Linked DNA regions of Gossypium hirsutum: region 2 is linked to region 1. Evidence: chromatin contacts called from public Hi-C data. All regions are on one chromosome and are shown on one strand. Each heading gives the region's core, a stretch centred on a gene start, on an enhancer-like site or on the middle of the called end of the contact. The rest is flanking DNA. Distances are from core to core; before and after follow the strand shown.

What was found. A called contact is a pair of places that touch in the nucleus more often than the background predicts.
Region 2: a contact with region 1 is called in a Hi-C map of petal, with 2.4 times the contacts expected there. The contact joins the promoter of LOC107920702 here to the enhancer-like site in region 1. A contact is called at or near these places in 13 of 34 Hi-C or Micro-C datasets (callus, fibers, hypocotyl and 3 more).

Annotation. Positions count from the first base shown.
Region 1 is chrD13:31,994,877-32,001,422 of Gossypium_hirsutum_v2.1, reverse strand. It overlaps the pseudogene LOC107926485. Among protein-coding and RNA genes, the nearest start is that of LOC121225963, 13 kb to the right of the region's middle. Within about 2 kb of position 3,307, at least 8 of the 9 cell types and tissues checked have an H3K27ac peak or open chromatin away from gene starts, as enhancers often do. A contact at or near this core is called in fibers and hypocotyl, where this site is marked.
Region 2 is chrD13:32,223,531-32,229,867 of Gossypium_hirsutum_v2.1, reverse strand. LOC107920702 reads right to left here and starts at 3,121. Exons shown (of 4, transcript XM_016850525.2): 1 at 2,822-3,121; 2 at 2,152-2,278; 3 at 1,964-2,036. The coding sequence starts at 2,849.

The DNA of each region.
Region 1 (6,546 bases), core at 2,058-4,557:
TCAAATGATTCTATTTCTCCATTTAAAAGGAAACCATAATTATCCCTGAATGTTTCTCATTTCTCTTTTTCTATTCATTCTGTTCATTTCTATTCAAACACGCAATTCATTTCTGGTTTCAAAGAGCTAGGTGAGGAACCGATTGGACATATGTAGTTGAGGCTCAAATGATTTATGGTCACAATGTTCCCCTACTAAAACCATGACATCAACCTCTTGAATCCTAGGTCGCGACTCACCTCGGTTGCAATTGTGATGTCATGCTTTTGCCCTCAGTCTCACGACATGCCTATTTCATGGTCGTGATGTCACCATTGCATTTTTCAATTCTTACATTTTAGTCCCTCATTTATCACGGTGTTTCTTAAGAGCTTTCTTAAGCTCACTTTTAACTTGAATTTGATTAAATAATGTATTTTAATTAAGTTTTGGAACCCAGTGGCTTGCATAAATGAAATTGTAGTTGCTTTGTCAATGAATGTGGTATCTTACATTTGAAATTTGACGATTGAGTCAAGTGTGGTGTGTTACATATATAATATATAAGAATAACATAATATAAAATATTACAAACTTAAAAATGGGTCAGGCCGAGCTTGTGTCTTGAACGTTCAAGCCCAAGTTCAACCCATATTTTAAACAAGCCTAATTTGTTTGTCAAAGCCCATTTTTCGAGTATAATATTTTTGCCTGAACCCTCCCAAATTTCGAGTGGGCCTTTGAGCTGGGCAAGTAGCCCGACCCATGAACACGTCTAATGAAATACAAACTCATGCCAATTGTATTGGTAAAACCTTAAATTACCACCCAATCAAAGCCTTATTTTGATTTTTTTTTGTACTATTGATTGGGTTAGTGTATAAGTTAATCAAAATTGGTGTCATTTTTTAAAGTTTAATATCGTATATATTCCATCTGTTGTTGTTATTATTGTTGTTGTTGTTGTTATTATTATTATTATTATTATTATTATTATGACTGGAGGTGGAGCATGAGAGTGTTTAGGATCGCTTGGAGTTGAACTTAAGCTTTTATACCTACGATAAAATACTTTTGTCATTGTGCCAAAAGATTGTCAAAAGTTTCATTATTTATGATATATTATTTTTAAATACATATTTGTATTTTAAATACATAGTTTCTATAAGTATATTCAAGTGATAAAATTTCTAATATCTTATAAATAATGATTACTTCTGTTAATTGTATAAATTAAAATATTTTATTAAAATTAACTAAACGTTAATGCTCAGTGCACGTATATAACTTATTATTATATTCAATGTATTAAAATATCGAGAGGAGATGAAATGATTAAAGGTTTTGAACTTTAGCCAAAAACACATGTTTTTTGTTTTTTTAGGAAGCCAAAAACACCTATGTTTAAAATTACTTAAAATATTCACATCATTCTCATTCATTAATATATAATATGGGTAACTTTCAGCGCCAAAAACATTAAGCTAATCCCATTTTGCTTCTGGCCAAAAAGAGAAAAAAAATCCCCATTTTGCCAGAAACAAAGAGCTTGTCAAGAAAGCTCCAAGATATCAACAATGGCAGTTGAAACAAGCTCTGCAACTCCATCTCCAATCAAAACAGTGGTTGTCTTGGTTCAAGAGAACCGTTCCTTTGACCACATGTTAGGCTGGTTCAAAACTATAAACCCAGAAATCGGCGGTGTGACAGGCTCCGAATCCAACCCCATTTCCACCTCCGACCCCAACTCCACCCAAATCACCTTCAAGGACACCGCCGGCTACGTTGATCCCGACCCCGACCACTCTTTCCAAGCCATATACGAACAAGTATCCGGCAAAACGTGGGATACCAACAACCCGGATCCGAACCCGGAGATAAAAATGAACGGTTTTGTACAAAATGCTGAACGTACAACTCCGGGGCTGTCGGAGACCGTAATGAATTAAACCGGAGGCTGTGCCAGTGTTTAAGCAGTTAGTGACGGAGTTCGCAGTGTGTGATCGATGGTTTGCGTCGTTGCCGGCGTCGACGCAGCCTAACAGGCTTTACGTACACTCAGCGACGTCGCATGGTGCCATGAGCAACAACACACAACAGCTTATCGAAGGATTTCCTCAAAAAACTATATTTGAATCATTGGAAGAGAATGGATATAGCTTTGGGATTTATTATCAATCTTTTCCATCTACGCTTTTTTACAGGTAATAATTTTAACTTAGCTCTTCTGGAATTCTTAATTTTTATTCTATAGAATTACGGTATTAATTTTATTTTTTAAATATTATTTCCTTTGATGATATTAATTTATATTTATTTAATATCAATCTTAATCTGAATTAATTTCTGCACGTATACACTTTTTTCAAACTTTTGATACACATCAGCTCACAAAAGTTTTCCATTATTGAGATGGAGGTCAGATTTTGGTTTTCTATTATTTTCCCTTACCTTTCATTTATATAATATATTTTCTAAAATTTTATTTATGTGGCCTTTTTTCCTCACTCTTTTAACTATAATACAAAATAAATAAATTCTAATATTAATCTATATTTTTTTTATAAAAGTTGTGGAAATAATCTCTATATTTTGATTTGGTCATTTTTAGTTTTTGTATATTTTAAAATTTAAAATTTTAGTAATCACCAAACAATAATTACTAAATTTATTAATTAAATTCCAAAATCTAATGCAGCAAGTATATTATTATATATTTAATGTCATATCAGTTTGATATGTTTATATATTACTCACTAAAATTCAAGTTAGTAGATAAACAATTATCATTTATGTCAAGATTAAATTTTTAAAATTCGAAAGTATAAGGATTTAAAATGACCAATTAGAGAATATTGACTAAATCTACTACTAAACCCATAATACAATATTAGTAATAAAATTTAATCAAACATATTTAACTGCTACTATTTGAGTTAGAATTAAAATTTCAAAATTCAAAGACTACAGGGATAAAATTTGATCTATTCGAAAAGGACCGAGACTAAAATTGATCAAATTAAAATATAAAGATTAAATTCATAATTTTATAAAATACAAGGATTAATAAAAAAAAATTAACACATTTTAAAGGAATATCTTTTTTATAAGAGTAGTAGGAATGTCCAAAATCAAAATATACGAGATTAATTGAATTTTTTTTCAATAGAATTTTTTTTTACACTAGGTTGATGGTATCCTTCTTGTAAATTGTATGTAAATTTATTTAATTAAAATTAGAGTCATCTAACTTCCGAATCATGATAGGCTGGCCATGTTCTATTATTTAAAGTCAATTACTTTAGCTGCATAATAAGATTGTTTAGAATTTAATTATTTCGCTCATCACCATCCAAAACCACAAGAATCCAATAATGTTGAAAGGGTCCCATTCCCATATAATTGAAATTTTAAAAATATAATAAACCACTTTAAAAAACAATAAAGCTCATACACAATAACCACTTGCTGCTCTTCTTTTTCTTCGTCAATCCAAATCCAAAGCTTCATACACTATTCACTTTTTAATATTAAAATTAATTAAATATCATATTGCTATACACCTTTTTATATACTTACAAAAAAAATATAACTAAAAGATTTCTTAATAATTAGGAGTGGAGAATAATATTATTTAAAATTGAACTCAAACTTTTGTATTTATAATATAATGCTTTTGCTATTAAATTAAGAGGTCATCCACACTTATTATCTCTTATATCATAATTTTTATTGTTTCAAGATTAAATTTTGAAATTGACAAGTTCCATCAATCCATCTTCAAGAATTCTTTTTTACCATATTTCTGTTACTGACAAATTGTTTTTTTATCCAATCAATTGTTCAAAAAGAAATTTTCTTATGTTTGATTGGGATTTATTTACATATATTTTTTCCCTCAACCTATAAAATTGAAAATATTATATATTTAAGCACGTTAAAATCAGAACCTCTAAGTTGGTTTTCATTTTTTTTTTTGCTTCCAATTAGGTAACTATGGTAGTCGGTAGATGTGAACACTTTTTCTCTCGTTCATATTTTTATCTTTGGAGATGATATATTTTAAAAAAAATGCTAGCATATAAATTGAATACCCAACTACCATATCTATACTATATATAAAAGGAAGCCTTCCTTCTTTGACGCTGACTTCTTTTTTATATTGTAATGGTTAATTTTTAATTTCCGTCCTTAATTTTTTTGATATAAAATGATTAAATTTCAATTCCGCTCCTTATATAATATTAAAATTTGAGGTTTGATCTTTATATTTGAATATTTTATATAATTTGATACTTCAATGTTTATAATGTTATTAGTTAATCAAATAGTTTATCCTAATTAAAATACCAAAGTAAATTTAAAGAATTATTAACATCATTAAAATGCCAATATTTATATTGTAATGATATTTTTTATTACATGATTATCGAGTGAGTATTTTTTTTAATTTTAAAATGTCATACAAAGCAAATTTAATAGAAAAATTTAACGATGTCAATAATTAGGCCTAATTTTTAAATTCAAAAAAAAACTAAATTAAAAATTAAATTCTAAATATAAACTTAAAACATATAATAACTTTAAAATTTTAACTATTTAATCCAAAAAAATTAATACTAACTATTCATAAAACAATATCAATTATTAAGAGATTAAAATACACGACATTTCAAAAATAAATGAATTAAAAATTCATTTTTTCCTTTTTCCTAGTGTGAAGGTAACAATAGCTAACGAAAAGCAATAAACAGGGACCAATTAAAATCATGACACCCTTTCAATATCATTAAAAACATCATGACTACTGCTGAATTCTTTATTATTATTACCTACCTTTTAGATATATACAAAGTTTTTTTCTCCAAAACCATATCTTATTCAAAGTTTAATATTTTACATTTAGTTTAATGATTTGTGTTTGTTTTAGGTAAAGTTATTTTTGTTTCTTTCTAATAAGATTCCTTGACTTTGGGTGCCAATTTTTAGATCTACATTACACGTAACGTGTTCAAAGAAGAAATTTTTGTATTTTCAATCAAACTTTCAACTAATTCATCTATAATTACACGTCAAGTAAAATTTAAAGTTAGTGTTTATCTATAATTACTATTCTTTTAAATGTTTAATTGTGTTGGTATGGCTTATTATTTATCGTATTATTAAAAATATTTTTTATAAAATAATTAATATTACTGTAAAATTTTAAAAAATAGCCACATATTATAATATTTGAATTCTCATTGTTTTTATAAAATAATCAAAACCTCATTTGTTTTTCATATTAATTTTTTTTTATAAATATATTTCTTACATAATATATTTTCGAGGATGCCAAGGGCAAAGTCAAAAATTTTGAGACTGAAATTAAACTATATATTTCTATAAGCTAAAATGTAATTTCACCATTATGTTAGCTTACATCATTATAATTGTTAGAAAGTTTGAATAAAAAATTTGTCATTTTAAGGGCAAACTATAATTTTACTTTGTATTAACTTATAATTTTGTTGATTTTAGAGAGGTCTAAGGAGCAATGTTCCATTTAGGGGGAGGGGGAGGGGGAGGGAGCATGTCCCCTACCTATCCTGGTGTGCCATAATCTGGTACTTACATAATGCAGCTGATTAAATTGGCGTCATAGGTGAATTCGACATCAATTTAAACAAAAAAAATTACCTAAAAATAATTTTTTTAACAAAGTAATGAATATTAATATAATTGTGTTATTATCTTTTACTATTTTTATATAAAATATTTAAATAAATCAACTAAAAAACTAAATATCTAATGATTGAACATGAAAATGATGAGGGTCTGATTATAAATATTTTACCATTTTACCTATAATTTAATTGTTAAATAAGTCATTTATAAATATATATTGATATAATCTAGTATATATAATATTTAAAACTACATATAACTTCTCCCCAACTTATAAATAAGAGGATAATGTGGTTGAACGCACTCAAACTCACGTCCTCTTGCATAGACAACAATGTCCATGCTAATCGAGCTAAGACTCAATGCAATTATTCAACATTTTTATTGGATATATCTAAGGGAAAATGTTTATTTTACTTTATTTCAACTTTTATTAATTTTGTTTTTGAATCTCAAACATTTATAGATAAAAAAATTAAAAAAGAAAACTTAATAACAAATAAAATCACTTAGATTCGGTGGATTGGAGAAAAAAAAATCCAAATCCATCTACAAATGAAAGAAAAGAGACGTAAATAAATCTCATTATTCTTACAAAGATCATATAATAGAAGAGATGTACTAATATGAATTAATTGATGCTGATAATATGGTTTCATTAATTAATATCAGGAAGCTTAGGCACTTGAAATATGTGGACAATTTCCATCAATACGATCTAAGCTTCAAGCGTCACTGTAAGGATGGGAAGCTACCAAATTATGTGGTGATTGAGCCCAGATATTTTGACATTTTAACAGCTGCTGCAAACGAGGACCACCCTTCCCATGACGTCTCAGAGGGCCAGAAGCTTGTGAAGGAAATCTATGAAGCGCTCAGATCAAGTCCTCAATGGAATGA
Region 2 (6,337 bases), core at 1,872-4,371, 230 kb before region 1:
CCATGAAACTTTTCAGAGAAAAGAAAATATAGAGAAAATTAAGTCAAATATGTCCCATAGCTTTGGATCTATATCCCTGGGTCATTAGAAGAGAATCCACAAAGATAACCGACACAATGAATGGAACATGTCAGCAGCTCCAATATGTTACCTGAGCCTACTACATTAATATATTTGAAACATATAAAATTTGCATTATCCCAAATTGAACATTGCATATGAACCCTTCCTTTTTCTTCTTTCCTTATAGTATACTTCCAGTTATCCTGAATCAAACAAAAACCTCATATTTTTTCATAGAGGGTCAGACTCTAAAAAAGTCCGATATTATCTCCTATCAGGATTTTGCCTCCCTTGAGAGCCCTGGCAAATTTACAAAGCGTGAGCACCACGGAAGGGCTAAACAGACAGAAGTCGTGATCGCCAAAGAGCGAGCACATGACACTATGATTGTTTAAAAGCTAGCTCAAATGGTACCATGGCTCCCTCAAGTCCCTCTATATTAAAGGTGAATAAAACTCGATTCAATTCAATAAAATCTAAAAGAATTTGAATTTCAAGTTAATTGAATCAAGTTATTCGATTTTTTTGAGTCAACTCAAATAAAAAATTCGAGTTTCAAGTTCCAGTTGAATCTTACAATTTGAACAATTCGAATAACAAATTGGTGTAAATAACCCCTTTGTCCCTGTCAATTTTGAAAATGAGTAAATTGATTTCTCAACAATAATTACAAAAAAAAAATCAATATAATTTTAAAATTCAAAATATTTATAAAAATTCCAAAATTCTAAAGAATATATAAAGTTAAAATTTTTCTAAAAAAATAACTTCGAGACCTAAATAAGTTAAATTAATGATTTAACTCTATCACACTAAAGTACTTTTTTTTCTTATTTTGCTTTGAAATTTTTTTCAAATATATATGGTTTCAAATTTATGTTCTCTAACATAGAATTAATTATATTGTAACAAGATTTTAATTTGATATATTTAATTTTTTAATTTCACTCGATTCAACTCGACTTAAATTTCATTTTAATCGAGTTACGATCATAAAATAGAACACATCAACTCGATTAACTTGAAATTTTCACTCGATTCAATTGAATGATCACCCCTACTCTATATGCTGGAGGTCTTGGGCTCGAGCCTTGCCATGAGCTTGCTTTTCAGCAACCATGGCGCCATGCACTTGCTCTTTGGCAACCATGGCTTCTTCTCGCTCATGCAATGACCTCTTCCTGTTCTTGCAATACAAGGCGCTCCCGCTTTGTAAACCTACCAGGCTTTCGGTCGAGCTGAGAGACGAGATCCGATTCAAAGAAAATACTAAACTTGTTGAGGGTCCAGCCCTCAGACTATTTTCGATAACGAAATATTGATTCGAGATTGATTAACAAAATGACATCCTTCCTATCAGACTATCAACCTTCACAAATGCACCCTTTAAAACTTGAGGAGCTTCCTTTCTACCAAAAGCACTCAAATAATTAACTTTTATTCTTAAAACATGTAAACATGCAGTGACATCCATTGATCATTAGCTATGTTCTCTGATACACCGTGTCAATCAATTACACATTATACAGAATATCAAATGCAAGCTGCTCAAGCATATTCATAACATTCACTGTATCAAACTGGGTCTAATTATGAAATTCACCTATGTTATAGAAACTGAGAAATTAGTGTAATTGTTGATAAATACATGAACTTGAGCTTGAACTATTAATTTTTACTAATTTATTATATATAAATTGTTGAACCGGTGAGTTTTGCTTCCTTGCATATAAATCTATGAACTGCTAGTTTGTAAGTCAATGATTTTATAACAAGATTCAATAGTGTTTACCGAGTTGGACTAACTTTTCAGTTTTAGAAAAGTAACGAAGATCAAATTTGACAAATTAAACCCAGTAAAGTATATAATGTATATTCTCAAGAAAGAGTTGTAGATTACCTGCATCATTGATCTGATTTGGTCCTTAGAGGGTGGATCAAAGTGCGGCCCAGGCAAACGCTTATTAATATCACTACAGAAGGAATAAATTAAAGATGCATTTAACATAGAAAGCGGTTAACAGTACATGTACCATTGCATGATTATGAAATGAATGAAACATAGAACGTATAAGCAAAATTCCTCACTTATACACCAGCAAGACAGCGATATATAGATCTTCAAATGTCAAAGTAGCTCTTCCTGATTGATTTTTGACACGCTCAAAAACCTTATCACTGATTTTCCTAATCTGTCTCTTTCTCCATTCCTTCCCTGCAAAAAGCAAGTGTTAAACTATCAAATACTCGCTTATAGCACTACAAACAGTGAAATGTTACTTCCTCTCATTAAACCCAATACTAATAAAATACAGTTTCCAGAGAATATCAAATCCAACCCAGCACGGTAAATATCAATGAAAGCAGAAGCCATGAAAAAACACTTGTTCAAACTAATCACTCAACATGAACATCTACCCATCATAATTCCAGATGCCCATTTCTCTGAAGCGATAATTAAAGCTTAATTTGACCTGTACTTTTAAAACAATAAAAATTAGAAATTTAAATTTTCTATAGAAAACAAAAAGTTAGACCTTTTCTTTTTAATTTAAATATAATATAGTCTTTACAAAAATAAGATACGGCTAAAAGAGAATACCTTTCTATGGAATATATACTAATATATATATATTAAAAAGCGCCCTTAATTCCCATGATTTAAAAGAATCGACTTCTGGGTTTCAAATATCATAAACTTTTGAATAACAAAGTTTCGAGATAAAGGGAAATTTAAAAGGGAGAGAAAAAAGCTTACCATGGATTTTTTCTAGGATTTGTCCCATGACTTCAGAAACGACGTAGCTTTGGAGATTCTAAAGGTTTCAGTGTGCCGATGAAACAAAGATGAAGGTGTATCCCATGGTGGATTTACGGCGGAAAGAAAAATAAAGCAAAAGACGAGAGGGAAAGGACACTTGATACGGTGGCGTTTCAAAAATTAGAAGTGACGTAGCACATTAAAGGTGGATGATAGTAACGTGTGGAAGTGGACATGTGGTGATGTACTTCGCAGATCCAATCTTCACATTTCATCTATGACTTTTGGGTAAACTACGCCCATATGTCATCCAACTATGGGTTATTATCTTTTGTCACTCAATTATGAATTTGTTTCTTTTTTGTCACCTAATTAATCGAGATTGTATTTTTTTAATCCATTTTTGTTAATTGCACTGGCGGGAGAGTGACATGGCAGTTGAGAAATCAATATAATAACAAATTTAACTTTTAACTTTTATATATTATATCGATTTAATCATAATTTTAAAAAATTAACTCTCAAAATTTACAAATGGTCTCAATTTGATCTTAATTTTTATTTAATATAAATATAAATATAAATATAAATATAAATATAAATATAAATATAAATATAACTTTATTATTATTTATTTGAAATATTTATGTATTTTTATATATTTCTTTGAATCTTTTTAGAAATTAGGATCAAATTGAGATCAATTGTAAATTTTTAGGGTTAATTTTTTAAAATTATGAATAAATCAATATATTATGTAAAAGTTAAGGGCTAAATTTATTGTTATGCCGATTTTTCAACTATCATGTCACCTTTCCATTAGTGCAATTAATGGAAATGGACTAAAAAATATAATCTCGATTAATTATGTGACCAATTTTAAAAAATTATAGTTGGGTGACAAAAAAAAAAGAAACAAATCCATAGTTGGTTGATCAATCTAAAAAAAATTCATAGTTGGATGATCAAAAAGAAAATGACCCATAGTTGAGTAACCTGTGGTGTAATTTACCCATGACTTTTTATTTTTATTTTAGGGTAAATTCCACCATTAATCACAAAATTATGGGTAAATTTTTATTTTGGTCACTTAACTACAAAAATGTTACAATTTGATCACTTTCGTTTTCAAATATTTTGTCACCTATGGTTAAACGATAATTTTTAGTTGGTATAATAACAATTTTAGTCCTTGATTTTTATACTTTCTGTCAATTTGACCCTAATTATATATAATATAATAAAAATTTGAAATTCCTTTTTTAAATTTTAAAAATTATAAAAATTTAAATTTAAATAAAAGTAGATGAAATTTTCAAAAATTGGTAAAGTGAGAGAAAATGAGGGAAATGTAACGACTGAACTTTTGTTAGTGTCGAAAAATACAATTTCGGAACCCCATTTCCTTAAACTGAGTTCGTAAAGATAAAATAAGAAGATTTACAGAGCTGGTATAAAAATATATTAAAGACCGATTAAGTAATTTAACCGAAAAAATCATTAATTAAAGTTTAGGGACTAAATTGTAAAAGTCCAATCACTATTAAATTATAATTTAGAAAATGCTTGAGGACTTAGTTGGCAATTATCCAAAGCACCTAACTGGTTTTTAAAATTTTTTTTTCTGACATAGTGGGAAATGATGATGTAGCCATTTAATTGATATAATTGTAATTAATAAATATAAATATGATAAATTAGTGAAATAAACATGATTAATTAAGATTAATTTATCTTTAATCTAAGCATATATATTAACTTAAGTGGGAGATGACAACATTATCATCTTCTTCCTTAAGCTTTCAACTGTCTAGGCTTGAGAAATAAAAGAAGAAAACATTGCTCATCCATTTAACTTTCGGCCATTCAATTGAGCATGTAAGGAAGCAATTTGTTGTGATTTAAAAAAAAAAATCTTAATCATCTAAGCTTAGTTCATCACACCCATGCTTTAAATTTTGTAATTTCTAAGTGTACAACAAGTTACCATTATTGGAGGTTGATGAAATTGAGCTTGATAATGGTAGATATCTAGTTGTTGAACTTAGATTTTACTATGATTGTATTGAAAGATAGGGAAAATAGCTTAGAATTAAATATTTAGTTAATTTTCATATTAGGGACCATATTGAATAAAATTAAAGATCATGAAATTATGCTAGAGATGAAAAATATAGGGTCCCTAATGAAAGAATATGAAATTGAGTTTTGATCCGATGTAAGATATGGACAATTATGAGTATTTTTAATATAGGGACTAAAATGAATAAAATGCAAAATATGTTGATTATGTGTTTGAATGTGAACTAAAATCATTTTTATAATTGAATTATCGAATGAAGTTAAAAATGACGTTGGGCCATCACGAGAGAAAGGAAAGATAAGAGTCGTAGACAAGTAACGAATACGGTTTGTATTTTCATGATTTGAATTCAACATGCATAGATATGTATGTTTAGATACAAACTAGCTTATTTAAGGTAAAATATTCTGTTTGTCTCATGATTCAAATTTTATTTGATGGTATGGAGTATTAACAATCTAATTGATTTGAGCGTGATATAGTTTGTATTATATAAAATTCCGATATAAGATCATAAATATGTATGTGTGTTAGAATCATTGGTTACCCTATTACTTGTCCCGGGCAAAGTCGGGTATAGTTGGCATGCCATAGGATTAGTGTACGAGATTATACTTCGATTTATACAATGTGGCACAGAGCGCATATTGTACTTTGAATGTCTGATAAGGTGCGGATCACACTTTACTTCGGTTATACCAATAAGGCGCAAAGCGCAATTTATACTTTTGACGTTTCGATGAGGCATTGGGTGCCAAATATATTGGTGTGATGGTTGGATGATCCGTGTATCTATCTTAAGTTCGTGTTTCAGTAATAAGGATTATAAAACATGAGCTTGCTAAATGATATTTGATATGAAATGTTGATGAAAAATGGTATATCATGTATATATATGTCAAATGTGACAAACAATAACATGTGAAAGATTTTGTGAACCAATTTAATTGAGCCCTAAGGGAAAATATGGATTTGAGTCGAATAAATAGACTAAAAAAAGAAATGAGAAATTGAGGTGAATGAATCATATGTTATGGAATATAAATGAATGTAATGCAATGATAGAGAGCAAAAATAGTATATTTATATGAGTTTACCAAATGAAATAGGGTATGAATTTGGTACATGAGACATGAATGAATAGAAATTGTTGATAATTAGATCATATTTTGATTGTATTTTTGACATGCTATTATTATTTTATTATTTATTTGAATAATGAAAATACCATTGAGCTTTATCGCTTAGCGATGGTTGTTTATTTTCGTTTATTGGTAGCAGTTGATCTCGAGGTTTCAAGAAGGGAAATAGCATCCAGATCATAAATTTCAACTCAGTAAGTTTGTATAGTCTCATTATGTTATCAATAAGTGGCATGTACCTAAGGTTGAGTTGGTCTTATATTGAGAAATGTCATTTTGGTACTTTGG